Regions from separate parts of the Drosophila melanogaster genome. Here region 2 is linked to region 1. A link is a contact called in public Hi-C data. All regions are on one chromosome and are shown on one strand. The core of a region is the stretch at or near the end of the contact, and the rest is flanking DNA. Distances in the headings are between cores, read along the strand shown. Region 1 holds the start of PDZ-GEF (PDZ domain-containing guanine nucleotide exchange factor). Region 2 holds the start of Megf8 (Multiple EGF like domains 8).

The links. Hi-C and Micro-C count contacts between places; a contact is called where the count stands out from the background.
Region 2: a contact with region 1 is called in a Hi-C map of the Kc167 cell line, with 6 times the contacts expected there. The contact joins the promoter of Megf8 here to the promoter of PDZ-GEF in region 1. A contact is called at or near these places in 12 of 107 Hi-C or Micro-C datasets (the Kc167 cell line, the ML-DmBG3-c2 cell line, the OSC cell line and 4 more).

What each region holds. Positions count from the first base shown.
Region 1 is chr2L:6,320,500-6,328,026 of dm6, forward strand. PDZ-GEF (PDZ domain-containing guanine nucleotide exchange factor) reads left to right here and starts at 3,268. Exons shown (of 8, transcript NM_001273197.1): 1 at 3,268-3,494; 2 at 4,674-4,798; 3 at 4,858-5,103; 4 at 5,214-7,527. The coding sequence starts at 4,769. Ddr (Discoidin domain receptor) reads left to right here. Exons shown (of 17, transcript NM_001298737.1): 16 at 1,260-1,409; 17 at 1,472-2,967. The coding sequence ends at 1,636.
Region 2 is chr2L:8,038,634-8,046,160 of dm6, forward strand. It overlaps Megf8 (Multiple EGF like domains 8), which reads left to right and starts at 4,838. Exons shown (of 6, transcript NM_135336.4): 1 at 4,838-5,438; 2 at 5,729-6,145; 3 at 6,214-7,527. The coding sequence starts at 5,082. It overlaps RpL36A (Ribosomal protein L36A), which reads right to left and starts at 4,276. Exons shown (of 3, transcript NM_001298808.1): 1 at 4,190-4,276; 2 at 3,807-3,980; 3 at 3,240-3,492. The coding sequence starts at 4,192. The coding sequence ends at 3,355. It overlaps snoRNA:Psi28S-2648 (a small nucleolar RNA gene), which reads right to left and starts at 3,717; the gene lies at 3,556-3,717. CG7367 reads right to left here and starts at 1,155. Exons shown (of 5, transcript NM_001259006.2): 1 at 1,103-1,155. It also overlaps Cka and CCDC53.

The DNA.
Region 1 (7,527 bases), core at 2,018-4,517:
TTACTAATAACATAACTTTGAACGTTTTATAGGCGTGAGTAGTAACTTAGTTAGTACATACCCATACCCAAATGTGCAACAATAAACAAGAATGACATTTATATATCATATTTTTTGTGTATTAGAAGCTTTATATGAAACCTTAAACAGTAAATCCATATATATATATACTAATTAAAATGTGACAAAGGCGGGCTTAGTAAACCCCATTTTAATTAATGAAACAGAGGACTGACAACAAATCACTTGTTCAATGACAAATTTCAAAGTTCAATTGTAACTATAGTTATTAAGCCCTAAAAGTTTCGGCTGTTAAATGTCAATTTTAATACCTTATGATTATATTTGGTCAGAATTACCCTTTTCGTTGGGTTAATGCCTCTCCATGGCGAACAAGCTTTTATGAAATATGTACCCTTGTTTCTGTATTGACTCTATTTATTCTTTTTATATAATAATACAACGCCCACATCAAATCAATAAAATAATGTAAAATGTAGCCCCAATTAGGCGGCTGGTTAATTAACAAACATGCAGAGTCCATTAACCCATTGGGTGCTCAACTCGTCTTATGTCGTGAGTGTTTTTTTTTTTTGACCGAAAAAACGTTTCATACGCAATTTTATAACAAAAGCAGTGAGTAGAAAAAAACATTTGGCAAAGCGTAAAAGTAACCAAAAACCGAGTGAAATATTTTATAAATCCCCAAGCAAAAACCGCACCAACTAAATTAATTAACTACACGAAAACCGGGAGCAGATTTTTGGCCAGACTACGAAAAGCAAACGGAACGAAATGTACATGAATATAGTATGTATGTACGTACAAACATTCCCACACAATATGACAGATAAAAATAAAAACAAAGAGCCTCTGGGAGGCAGAAAGACTAGATACAAGTACGAGTACGAGTCGGCGTGGTTTGGGGAGAAAAGGATGCTTTTAGAGGTTTCCAGAGGCGTTCAACAGGGCCCAAATAAACGAACGAGTGAGTGTATAGCACTGCAGGAAAAATCGGAATTGATAAGGGGGCGGATTGTGGAACGCTGTTGCGTATAATGAAAGGCTGCAAAAGGTTTTAGATACATGAACAGGAGCTAAAAGGAGCTAAGATAAAATGAATGTGGGACAACCAAATACTTACCGCTTCAAAAATATACTTACTTTTTGCAATTTCCCTTGGTTTTATATATGTGTATCTCCTAATAATTAAATGATCTATCTGTTATCTAACATGGTTTGATAATACCTCTTTGCAGGGCAAGTTCACAACGAAATCGGATGTGTGGTCCTTTGCGGTTGCCCTGTGGGAAATATTGACTTTCGCCAGGGAGCAGCCCTACGAGCATTTGTCGGACAAAAGTGTAATTGAAAACATCGGCCTCATATATCGGGACTACAAAATGCATGTGAGTGGCTATAGAAACAATTATTGATGTGGTCAAAGAATTATGTTGCCTCGTATTTCTAGGAACTTTTGCCAATGCCTCCGAATTGTCCGCGAGAGATTTACGATCTGATGTGCGAGTGCTGGCAGCGCGACGAGTCGAGTCGACCCAGTTTCCGCGAGATACATTTGTATCTGCAGCGCAAGAATTTAGGTTTTAAGCCACAGACCCATACACACATGTATTGAAACATTCTAGGCGTAGAAATACGAATTGAACATGATTTTAGCAGGTTATAATTCAATTATCAATTTCGACAGCTATCCGGGAAGAACGTAATTTTAAAGAGAAATGCATGTAGAGAACTTAATGAATAACAATCGCAAATCAAACCCCGAATTTAATACGTTACACATTCTTCGACTGGGTATGCCCAATCGGAAATTATCCAAATATGTATGTATATCAGAGGTAACGACTGTTTGTACGGTAAAACACAGGAATCGCTAACAAATATTATACTTCTAAGGACACAATCAAGTGAATAGCTTATAAAATCCCTCGAATAATACACATTGAAAGAGTTTAAGTGTAAATAATATTGGTAGAAAACTCCGTATGGTAATATTTGTGCATTCTATCCAATGGATAATTAAATGGAATCGAAAATGAAAACATTGACATATGTGTGTACCTATCGCTCCTCCACCTGAACGCTATCTATCAAATCAATTATGCTTTACATATTTACTAGAGTAAAGTGAAATGAGTCTATATTTATAAAAACTAAATAATGTCCACCTGCCGTTGCTGCCCCTTTTCCTGGAAATTACAACTGCATTTTGACGATGTATCGCGATGGAAAAAAAATATTTAAAGCCTGCATATAATTTTGACAATAACTGTTTAAACAAAGAAGTGTGAAAACAATTGTGCAAATTGCTTTGTATTTCTGCAAATCTAAACTCGTTCGAGTTAAAAACCTAGGCTAATCGCAGACATTCGTTCTTAAATCTCTAGTCTACACAAAAGTCAATTAGACGCATATCAAAAATGTATTTTGTTTAACCAAATTTTTACTGTGCCTTTTCCCTCCTATTTTCTTGTGCTGTACAAAGTCTTAATAACCGTATATCTATTTTATTTAATTTGTATTCTATCAAATGCTTAAAAAGGTTTCGCTGAATAAAGATATGCAGTTATATCAACTCGATCTAAGAAAATAAGTTTTAATCATAAGCATAGTTGTAAGTTCGTTTTAAATTTGCATGATAGACGACATTTACATTATTTCAGTTAAGAGTTCAATGGTTTTCATGTATTCCAAATATTTAAAATGATTCTTTACTAAATATAAATATAATTATTTTAATTTAGCATAACCATAAACTAAACGATACGTTTCCCTTTCTAAAGATCAGTGTAACTCAAAATATAAATAAGCAAAAAGTAGAGACAAGAAAGAAAATCGTTGAGCACAATCATGTTTAATAAAAAGAACTCTAAAGATGAAACTCAGAATTGTACGCTTTTTGAAATGGAAGAAATTGCATTAGATTATAAATAAAGAAAAATCCTTAAAAACACAGCATTTCGATTTTCTGGGGCAAACTTGACTTTGTTTTAAAAAGTTTGCAATTTATAAATTGATAACGGTAATGTATGAAAATAATAAAAATCACCAAGGCGCCATCTATAAATAAATGTTTTAAAAAACATAAAGCAGAAATAACCGATTCCCAGATCAGCGGGTATTTTTTGAAACAGAAGTGGCGCCACTAGCGTATTAAAAAGGAACTTAGTGAACAATCTATACCAACCAATCGGTATTTAAATACCGCAATTCAGCGATAGTCATAGATAGTATAGAAAACCTGGTATCACTGAGCGGTGTGGTCACACTGTAAGACGCGTCGGACTTTTAGTTTTCAGCTACTTAATTTTTCTAAATTAAACGGTCGCCCTCGAATCGAAAAACTAATTCACCAAATGAAAGCAACTCGAAATACCATCTTACACACTCGGCCACGCAGCTGAGAGCGAAAAGCGCTCACAAAACTGCAGTGCAACAGCCACTTTTCCTCGTCGAGATGTGTGTTTGTGTGTGTGAGTGAAAGAAATTCCAACAATGCGCACCACAATACCAATACACACACAGGCTGCTTGAATCTCTTTATGCAGCAGTGTACGCAAAAAGGGCAGCTGGGAAACTACTTGCGTCTAAAAAAAAAGTGCGTATAATTAGCAAGTGCAGGGGCATAAACACAGTCCCAACCAACTCCCCACCCCCCGCCACTGGAGGACCCTTGCTGGCTGCAAAAACCATTCAACTGCACCAAACACGCCCATATCTGCTGGCTGTGCGAGTGTGTTAGTGCGTCTGCTGTCTGTGTGGGTGGTGCAAAGTGTGTTTTATTTACTACGCTTTGATTTTGCAATGCTCCTATTATTATTGTTGTGTATGGCTTATCCGCGCTTCGGATGTCGTCGCCTACAATTTTCGTTTCATTTTTTGTTATTATTTTTCTGTGTCGCTCGCCCCCTCGCACACACACATGCAAACGCTCAGCAATCGCTCTCACGTACAGTAGCAGCTTTGGCTCCCACACACATGCACACTCCGCCGACGCGTAGGCAGCGCATACTCAATCTCCCATGAGAATTTTCGCCCGCTCTCCGATTGTTTTTGTTTGCCTTAATTTATTGGCAGCATTGTGTTTGTTGTGGCGGAAAATGAAAGTGTGTTAGTGCGGGCAGCAAAAAAAACCCAGCAAAAAAAAAAAAACAAAAATTAAAAAACAAAAGCAGCAACCTGCGCGGCCAGCAAACAAAAAGCCGAATAAGAATTGACTAACAAACTCTCACAGCAATTTCGTTTCGAAAACCTTTGTTTTCGAGCGCCGTGTGCATCGCAATCAAAGCTCCGCAGATGCCACTACATCCGCGATTTGGGCCACCCTTTCTTCAAATTGGCCCAAACGCTATACAATGGCTAATCTCTCGGCCAATTGTTTTCGGTTACAAAAGCAAACAATGAACAAATGGCAATTTTAAAAGTTGCCACTATTGTTGCTTTTATCTATATCCGTGATCATGAGGATATAACAAGTTACAGAAAGTTGATTGTGGTTTTAGAAGTCCGATTTCAGTTCTTTAGACGTACGGAATTTTGATATAAAATAAGAGGTTTATAAAGAACAGAAGCGTATTGAATCCTTTACTTATAAGATGACTTACACACTAATTCTTTTGTTTCTAACCATGGTCCTTTCTCAACCTTTTCAGTTAAGTATAAAGTCTAATCTCATCACATATCACATCAAACGGGGCAAAGGTTGGCATGTCGTTGTAGACAGCATCCACAGCAAAAGCTACCCCTCATGGATCCGTATCACCATATCAGACATCATGTGAGTGCGCGCAGATTAGCTTATTGTACTTGAATTAAATTGACCTCTCTCCCCAACAGTATCCACCCACAAGCATAGCAGGCACAGGAGTGGTGGTGGGCAGCTCGACTACAATCAACCGGCCGGAACTGCACCAAAAATGCAACCGGGGCTCGCACTCCAGTGACACCAGTTCGGCGTACAGCGGCAGCGATACAATGGCCTCGAACTATGCCTCGTCGCTGGAGGCCGAGGAGATTGACCTCTCCGGCCTGGTGGAGTCCGTTGTGGACTCTGACGAGGAGGACCTGGCGGAGAGCATGGATGTAAGTGGATAAAACATCCAATGTATACATTACAACGATGTGTTAGAATGTCATTAGAAAAGGAAGAACATCTGATTATTTATTTGGCTTTTTTTTTCTGATTTATTTAGAGTCTTACCGTGCGGGATGCCGTGCGTGACTGTCTGGAAAAGGATCCGGCGGAGCGCAGCGAGGAAGATGTGGAAGTACTGCTTGAGTTCACGCAGGGCCTTAAGGCATTCACAAACATTACGCTGGCAGTGCGAAGAGCACTATGTTCCGTGATGGTATTCGCCGTTGTGGACAAGGCGGGAACCGTGGTCATGTCAGATGGTGAGGAACTGGACTCATGGTCGGTGCTCATAAACGGAGCGGTGGAGATCGAGCATGCAAATGGCAGTCGCGAAGAGCTGCAGATGGGAGACTCCTTCGGCATTCTACCCACCATGGACAAGCTGTACCACCGGGGTGTGATGCGTACGAAGTGCGATGACTGCCAATTTGTGTGCATTACGCAGACGGACTACTACCGTATTCAGCATCAAGGCGAGGAGAATACCCGGCGACATGAGGACGAGAATGGTTTCGTTGTTATGGTCACTGAACTCCGGTCCATTGGCGGCGCCGGCACTGATTCTGCTGGCAGTGGCGGATCGGCGACAGGAGCTTCGGCTTCGCTAAATATGAAGCGTGGTCACGTAGTTATCCGCGGTACTCCAGAGCGTCTGCTACAGCAGCTGGTCGAGGAAAACTCGATGACCGATCCCACATACGTGGAGGACTTTTTGCTCACACACCGCATCTTTATTCAGAACCCACAAGAGGTGACCAGCAAGTTGCTGCATTGGTTTGATTTGGAGCAGGTGGATGCGCACAAGACGCAGGAACTGCGAGATCGCGTAACACGCGTCGTGCTCCTCTGGGTGAACAACCATTTCACCGATTTCGAGGCGGACTATGAGATGATGGAGTTTCTGGAAGTCTTTGAGGCACTGTTAGAGCGAAAAAAGTTGCTAAGTCAGCTGCGCCTGTTGCACATAGCCTGTGCCGCCAAAGCACGGATGCGCAGCTGTACCCTCACTCGATCGTCACGTGACGAGCCGCTCAACTTCCGCATCGTGGGCGGCTACGAGCTTCGAGGCGTCGCCATAGCCACTGGAAACGCAGCAGTGGGCATCTACATTTCGCACGTCGAGCCGGGATCAAAAGCCCAGGATGTGGGCCTTAAGCGAGGCGATCAGATTCACGAAGTAAATGGACAGTCGCTGGACCATGTGACTAGCAAGCGAGCCCTCGAGATACTCACAGGCACCACCCATTTGAGCATCAGCGTTAAGAGCAACTTGCTTGGCTTCAAGGAGATTATGCAGGCTCTTGAGCATGGCGGTGGAACCGCTGGATCCGGAAGCATTTCCGCAGGCAGCGGCAGTTTCAAGTCCGTGCGAAGTCCACGCCGTATTTGCGCCAATGATATTGCTAAGTTGCACGGTCGCTCTGATAGCACCACCGACGAATTGTCCAGCGTCAGCGCCTCGAATCGGGCGCACATGGTGCGCCTTAGTTCCGTCGATATGCTACTTGACCAGCCGGACTGCGCTCCACCGCAAACGCCGCCAGTGAGTGGGAGCGGTAACATGGCCTCCAATTTTATGCAGCAACTCTTGCAAAGCGTTAACAATAGTTCGGCCAAGAAGTCCGGTGGGAATTCAAACTCGGATCAGCAAGATACGAAGGGCGGTTTTATGACTCTGGCGCCAAAGCGTCGGTTGCAGAAAGCGCTGGCAAAGATGAATTTGCTCAATAAGCAAAATCACGGCAGCAGCCTAAACGACTCCTCGGATACGCTGCTCAACGATCCCAAGTCAAAACTTTCTGCAGTTAGCTCGTGCAGCAGTTCCACTCAGTCGTCTATCAATGGATGCACGGTCAGTGGGGGTGGCCGGCTCTACCAGTCGCAATCGAATCCGGATTTAACCAGTCTCAACTATGACGGAGGCAGCGATGCGGGTGGAAACGGTGGTGGAAGATTGCAAGTGAACTACCTGAACGCCCACATTCACCGGCCATCAGCGGCCAGTACTTTGACAACAAACTCGACGCAATCGCACCTCTTGCCCGATTACCCGGACCACGTGCTCAAGGTGTACAAGGCAGACCAGACGTGCAAGTATGTACTCATCTACAAGGAGACGACAGCCCACGAGGTCGTAATGCTGACGCTGCAGGAGTTTGGAATACACGACCCCAGCTCGAATTTCTCGCTATGCGAAGTGAGTGTTGGCGACGGGGGTATGGTAAAGCAGCGCCGGTTGCCCGATCAGCTGCAGAACCTGGCCGAGCGAATAAGCTTTGCGGCGCGTTACTACCTCAAGTTAAACGATAGCACCGAACCGCTGGTTCCAGACGAACTGGCCCTGGAACTGGTACGCGAGTCGAACGTGCACT
Region 2 (7,527 bases), core at 3,588-6,087, 1.7 Mb after region 1:
TTCTAAAGCAATGCATAATAATACGGCAAATAACCACAAATAAGTGCAACCCACGGACATTATGTATTTGTTCAAAATAACAACGTAGCAATGAAAAAGTTTGATCTTGTCGTGGATCTTTATTTTGCCCACCAGTTGGCGGGATCAACCCAAGATCGATCCTCTTTTCGGTTCTAGTTTTAATAGCACTTGCACAGCGATTGTTCTTAACCAAGTCGGCCTATATAAATCAGTCAGACTTCCTGTACATTTTATATACATACACAAACCACACATATATATATATTGAAACTTATTCTATGCCCATGGCAAATCTTGAATGTGGAGCATCTGACATAGGCACTCTCGCTGTGCAAGTGCCAGGATACACACGTATCCTTCGCTGCTGGCGAAGGAAAGTGTATTGAAACATTTACGTAACGATTAAAACGATGTAGACGATCAAATTCTGTAGACTAAGCAAGGGCATATACATACATATAACCAAACAATATAACCCGACCCCATATTAGCGAAAGAGCGAGAAAAAATTGTAAATTAACATTAATTAGAGGACAGTCGAGGTGAGACTTTGATGAACGGCGGCCGGGTTTATATACGCAGGTAGCAAGTCAAAACACACACACACACGCGAAAATTGTATTTAACAATTGGTACATGCAGAATGCTTATATAATTTCAATTGTCATTACCAAGGGGAGTACGCAATGCTTGATGGATTAACCACGACCATGTGAGGATGAGATATAAATAATAACTGCAGGCAAGCTATAAACGTATGCTAAGCTATTTATTTAATTTATGCCTAGTATTAACGAATGAAAGAAAGTTACAAACAAACAAAACAAACAAAATGTTGGCGCCAATCGCTGATCCAATGGATTTCGTAGTTGAATATAAATAGATTCGCTTACCATGGATGCGTACTCGTAATTTTAATCAAGTAAATTAATAACACGATGAATGAACAGATTTAGATATGTGACTTGAACGTGAACGCCGAGCAACTCAATATTAGTTTTTAGTATTACCAATTATTATTATATTATTATTACAAATTACATTTACGTGAGCCTTTCACCGACCGACACTCTCCACAAACCTTAAAAACACCCAAAAACTTGATATTCGAAACCGACGAATCAGAATCAAAAACGATTGCGATCTGTGTACACCAAGCAAATCCTCTATTATTTAAATTACGTATTTTAATTTACGCCTTAGTTGTTACAATCGAGAATCCGAATCGCCTTTTGGATTACCGCGGTGATCCGAAACTCTGATGAGCCGATGATGAATGATAATGGTAATAATTAAAATAGTTGTGGACGACCATCGGGGGCAGCCACTCACATATACATATATATATATATATATGTATATATATATACATAAAACTATTGATTTCTAATTTTAACTGTAAATTCTTGATTTTTTATTACCGTGTATTTTTATTTTAAATAAAGTTTTACAAAAAGAAGCCCTGTGACTTGCGTCTGCCTTTTGATTTCTCACAATTCTCACAAACAGCGCACAAACTATTCAGATTCAGTGATGAGAACGTTGTAGACCAGCTGGTTCTCGTTTGCAACGGTGGCAAAAGTTAATAACTTTCACTTGGCATTTTCATTTTCGAACCGTTCTCGCTGCTGGCAGCATTTTTGATTTCTTAACTCAGTTTTGCGAACTACACCGCACAGAATTGAAAGCATTTTCGTTTCTACAAACCATTACAAATCCACTGCCGACAAACACAAGCTGCACGCATGCGTTTTGTTTCAACAAAGACCGAGAATTCGGATCAGCAATGAAATTCTCAAAAAAAAAAAAATTGCTAACAAAAAGTAATGTAATTCTCCAAACAAATACAAATACAAATAATAAATAAAACGCGGATCCGATTTGGCATTCCAACTAATACTTAAGCCGCAGAAAGCGACGCCGAGATGGGCACGATAAGCATTATTTAACTAAGTCAAAATAAAAGTTCATTGTAGATTTGAGCATAGTGAGAAGGTCCCAGGTCCTAATGGAACACCCAGCACATAAGTTTATACATACATATATAAATAATAATGTCAAAGGAAATGCATATTAACTGAACGATACTTTTATAATAAATTGACGAAGAAGTGCATAATACTCGGAGAAATAACATTCACACATTTCATGTTAAGATACAATAAAGTGAATAAATAAAATATTTAAAACAAAATGGTGGATTTGTTGTTGAATGGGTTTCTAAGCTATAACTATGTATTTATGTATATTATTCGTTTTTTTTCACTTTAAAAATGAAATTTCAAAACATTTAAATATGCACACAAGTTTTTTGAAAGAAACTTCAGTTCTATTTCATTTTTAAACTAGGCGCCAAGTTAACTGTGTTAAGTTACGTGAGAAATACCAAATTTTTGGATCAGCTTGATGTTGAGCGAACAATATTTAGTATCGTCAGTCAGCCTGGCAACCCAGAAAAGTACTAAAATAAAAGACGGCTGGTGAAAATAAAATAATGGATGCAACTGCAGCAATCACCGGCAATGTGGACAAGACCCAGGTATGGGACTTATATTCAAGGGTGAACTGCACCTGCAGCTCTCAACTCTGTTCCTCCAGATACCGCCGCTGAACCAGAAACGCATCCTGGCCTTCGTTAACCATTTCCTCGTCAGCACCTGCACCTTTCTAAATGAATTTGCCCTGGGCTGTGAGACGAAGTTCGTGGAGATGGAACGGCAGCTGCAGAAGACGGAGGCCGCCCTCATCATCCTGGAGGCCAAGCTGGCGTCTATACCCACCGAGCACCATGTAGCGACTGAGGCTACCGAAGCGCCAGCGATATCAAACCAGCAACGCAACGAAGAAGCATCCATGGTGGACACCACGGAACCACCGACCACCGAGAATCCTACGGAGCCGGAACTCCCGCCTGAATCGGTTGGTGTGCGCGCCTGTGAAGATCAACGTTACAGAAAGTTCTTCAAAATGGTGCAAGTGGGTGTGCCCGCACCGGCGGTTAAGCAGAAAATGCAATCCGAAGGTCTGGAGCCGCGTATTTTAGAGTAAGTTCCGTGGAGAGGTTTGGCCAAATTGAAAGCTCATCAAGCTCATTTCCATTGCAGCACACCCGATCTGATCCTGGCGGATGGCCAGCGAGAGTGAGCTGCCTGGCGCAGAGCGTGATCTGATCTTGTGATATAGCACATGTTGCTACACCTTGCAATTAAACATTTTTTAAAGCTTACGTCTACAAGTTTATTTTGTTTTATTTGCCGCCGTGCAGCGACGCGAAAACAACATAAAACCACTTCGTTAGCGAAAAAAGGATTTTTAATGGTGTAAAGAAGGTGCCTAGAACTGGATCATCTGTCCCTTGCGCTTCTTGTCACCGCCCAGCTCGAAGTGCTTGCAACGCTTCAGGGGAGTCTGCTTGCGGTATTTGCACTCGGTGCACTCCATACGCAGCACAATCTTCTTGGTGGTCTTGGCCTAAAATGGAATTAGAACTCCAGTTAGCAAGCGGCATACAAATGGTGGTCATGAATTCATTTGGATTGTCTGAAGTTGCCGGTGGGGCGTTGTGGGCATGGATGCCACACAACGTTGCCTTCACGGCCGCACCAGTGCAACAACAGTTTTGATCTGGCACAGTTTTTTCCCACCAAAAAGCATAATGCTCAACGAGCGCAGCGATTTAGTTCTACGAAGCGCCATTCCAGGGATTCCAATCTAGCCGCCATTAGTGTCGATGGCAATCCGGCGGCAAGCGATCCCGGTAGCATTAGACGAATGGGGGCACTTACCTTCTTCCTGAAGATGGGCTTGGTCTGACCTCCGAAACCCTGCTGTTTCCTGTCGTAACGACGCCTGCCCTGAGCTCCCTTGCGCTCCTTGGACTTCTTGTACTGCGTCACCTTGTGCAGCTTGTGGACCTTGCACTTCTTGCAGAAGGTGCGGCGTTGTTTCGGTACGTTCACCTGGAAAACACACAAATCCCATTAGTACAAAATTCCTTGGGCAGCGACACCGAATTTTTAAGCCGAACAGCAACGCACTTGTTGGCCGTCGCGATCCGCGATAGACCACTCCTTGGGTCAATCATTTCGGTATTCCCGCTCTTTTGGCGGAATCACTTAATTTCGGGCATAACAATTGCGGATGTTCAACGATTTCGGGAAACGCTTACCATCTTGATTTCGTGAAGGCGAAAAAAGAAGGAAATCACATAGCGATGGCAGCGTGCCGTCAAGCCATGCGCTATCGATAGGTTTTCGTTTCATTGTTGTGACTTGATATGCATATCGATGTTTGTATAGTTCTTAAGCACTGTTTAAACTATTTTCTACTTTTTGAAGTAAAATCAATTGTTTTTACATTTGTTTTGAATGTGCATATATTGAAACTTAGTACAGAAGAATACTATTATTATTAGTTAATGAAGTTTGTAAACGCCTTATCAATTAGGTATACCATGTTTGTTTGTTTTATGTATTTTTAGTGTCACGAAACTTTATCTGCGAACCTACGTATAATACATTTTTGCCCCACATTAATTATTTTCAAGTAATTTTTAATGTTCATGGAACTGAATGCTTGGTTTTTTCATCGATCTCCACAGAAATATGCTAATAAAATGACAAAATAATATATTTCATATATAATATTTCGATATCTTAACGGTCACTTGATGCTGAGCGCTGCCAGATCAATCAGATTTTAAGAAAATACCAAAAAGTGAAAGTGGCATTGCCATCGAGGGCGAAACATATGTTTTGTTTTGCTCGCGACTTGCAGCGATAGGCGGCGACAAGCAACGTCGTTATCGAAGACCGATAGGGCCCGATACAAAAAAAAAATAAATCGAAATATTTTCAACAATTTTCTGTGGAAAATAATTGGAAATATAGCGAATCTCCAGCAGCCGAAACCGGATGCGCTGGTGGCCCGGGCCCAGCGGCAAGTCGTGAGCAATGGCAGCAGCCAGCGTGCGCTGGCTAGAGCAAATCTAAACGGCCAAAACGGCAACCAGTTAGATAGCCAAAAATTTGCATAAAAAGTGAGCGATTAAAATGCAGAAAATGTACGCGTTGCTAGCAACCTTGACATTCTGGACGCTGGTGCTGCAAACAGAGCAGGCCCACCCGTCCACATCGCCGTCGGCGCCATGCGATCGCAGCCGGAAGGTGTTCACGGAGCCCTACGGCGAAATCTCCGATGGACCCTCCGGCTTTAACTACACGCAGGACTCACATTGCGAGTGGCTCATCAAGGCGCGCAATGATAGCCAGTACATCACGCTAACCTTCCACAGCATGGGCACCGAGTGCTCCTACGACTACATTTACGTCTATGATGGCGACTCCTTCAACTCGACGCTCCTGGGGAGCTTCAGTGGACGCACCCAGCCCCAGCGACTGGTGGCGCGCAGCGGGAGTGTAAGTTGTGTTTTGCCTTGACGAGTGGTTAAATATATAGGATCTATTTGTGGAATAAAGTTATTCAAAAACTTGCACAATTAGAAACCCGGAATATTTTTACCATTCATGACCTTCAATGAGACAGGCTCCAAAATAATCTGTTGAATATTATCTTTATGCATTAGGGTCAAACTTACATCCGCTAAGCTTGATCTTGTACCAATATATTTATAACATGGTGGCAGCCATTAAGGGACACTGTTCACCATTCATAGATGCCCTTCTCATAGCTTATCTTCTTTCTGCAGATGCTCATCCTGATGTACAGCGACACGAATTACGTGCTGGACGGCTTTCGCGCCTCTTACTACATATCAAACTGTCTTAACAACTGCCATAATCATGGAAAGTGCGTGGGTCATCAGTGCGTTTGTCACGGCGAGTGGGTGGGCCCCGACTGCGAGGATGAGGCCTGTCCCCAGCGATGTGGTGAGAGCCAGGGACGAGGTCGTTGCCAGAAAAGCATATGCCATTGCTCGCGCGGTTACAGCGGCCGGCTCTGTGATCTGAGTGATCATCCAGCGGGCAGCAGCTGGCGCTGGCTGGCCACCGACGCCGAGGGAATGACGGCCCGTGCCGCCCACAGCGCCGTATACATGGAAGACGAGGACGCACTTTACGTCTTCGGCGGATATGATCTAAATAACGTGATAAGCACGCTTCAGGTAAGTCGTATACACTATTCTATTGTATTCACGATACAAAAGAACGTACTAATTTGGTTGGATTTCAGATTTATCGCTTCAGCACCAGCCAGTGGGAGGATGAATGGGGTATTGCGCTCCAGAGTCGCCGTCACTTCTACCATCCTCAAAAAATCGACCATACCTTGCTTAAGGCCGTTCTCCAGCACAAAAACGAGGACGAGGCCAAGCTATGGGGTCTGAATAGCGACGTAAGCTTCTTCCGCAACATTCTGTACACCTTGGCGGAATCCAATCTGCACCAGCGCCGCACGCGCTCCTCCCTGCCTCTTACGATTGTGAATGCGAATTCGACGGATGAAGAGTTGAACGAGTATCTGGAAGATATATTGGAGGAGGTTACGGATCACAAGCCGCACGGACGATATGGCCATGCAGCGGATAGTGTGCCCGGCGGCTTCGTTATCTATGGCGGGAAGCATGCCAATGGTAGTTTCTACAGTGATCTCTGGCAGTACAATAATACGGAAAGTGGTGGCAAATGGAAGCAAATGGCCATTAGGTCCGCAGTGAAGCCGCCTGCTTTGGCCAGGCATACGCTTAACACCGCTGGATCGTATCTCTATATATTCGGTGGTAGTCTGGAGACGGGTGAGTTCTCATCCAGCGTATATCGTATCCCACTTCCCCTCTCTGAAGATTCGCAATGGGAGCTGGTGCAACCGAGAGGCGGCAAGACCTTGGACGTTCGCCTGGCAGCGCATTCGACGGTCTATTACAAAGCCACCAATTCGTTAATTGTGTTTGGTGGAATCATGACGAGCTTGGCCCGCTTCTCTAAGCTCTCGGATCGTATTTACGCATTTCAACTGGATCAAATGCACTGGACGGAGATTTTATACCCCCGAACGGCGCTCAGGGACACCAATATACCCAGGGAGCGAGCATTCCACACGGCCACCATTTCGGGCAACTACATGGTTGTCTTCGGTGGCTATACTCACCGGCACAACAAAGATGAGATTTGCTATGACAACCAAATGTACTGGTACCATCTTAGCTGTCACATTTGGATTAATCAAGTGGTTTCCGCTGATGATAGTCTTTACCCCAAGCCGCAGGGTGTATTTGCACATGCGGCTGCTCTGCGCCGGAATCACACACTCCTGATTGTCGGCGGTTACCATGGAAATGTGAATGCGGATCTCTTTGCCTACGAACTTCCCCAGGTGCTAAGGGTTGAGAATACTCTTTACAATCCGGAGATCTCCTGCAGATTGCATTCCTCGCACACCGCCTGCCTTTCGAATCCGGAATGTGGCTGGTGCTCGGCAGATAGCAGCTGCTACGGTCGCACCATCGGTGCCAACTGCACAACTAATCTGCAAACCACCAGATGCCCA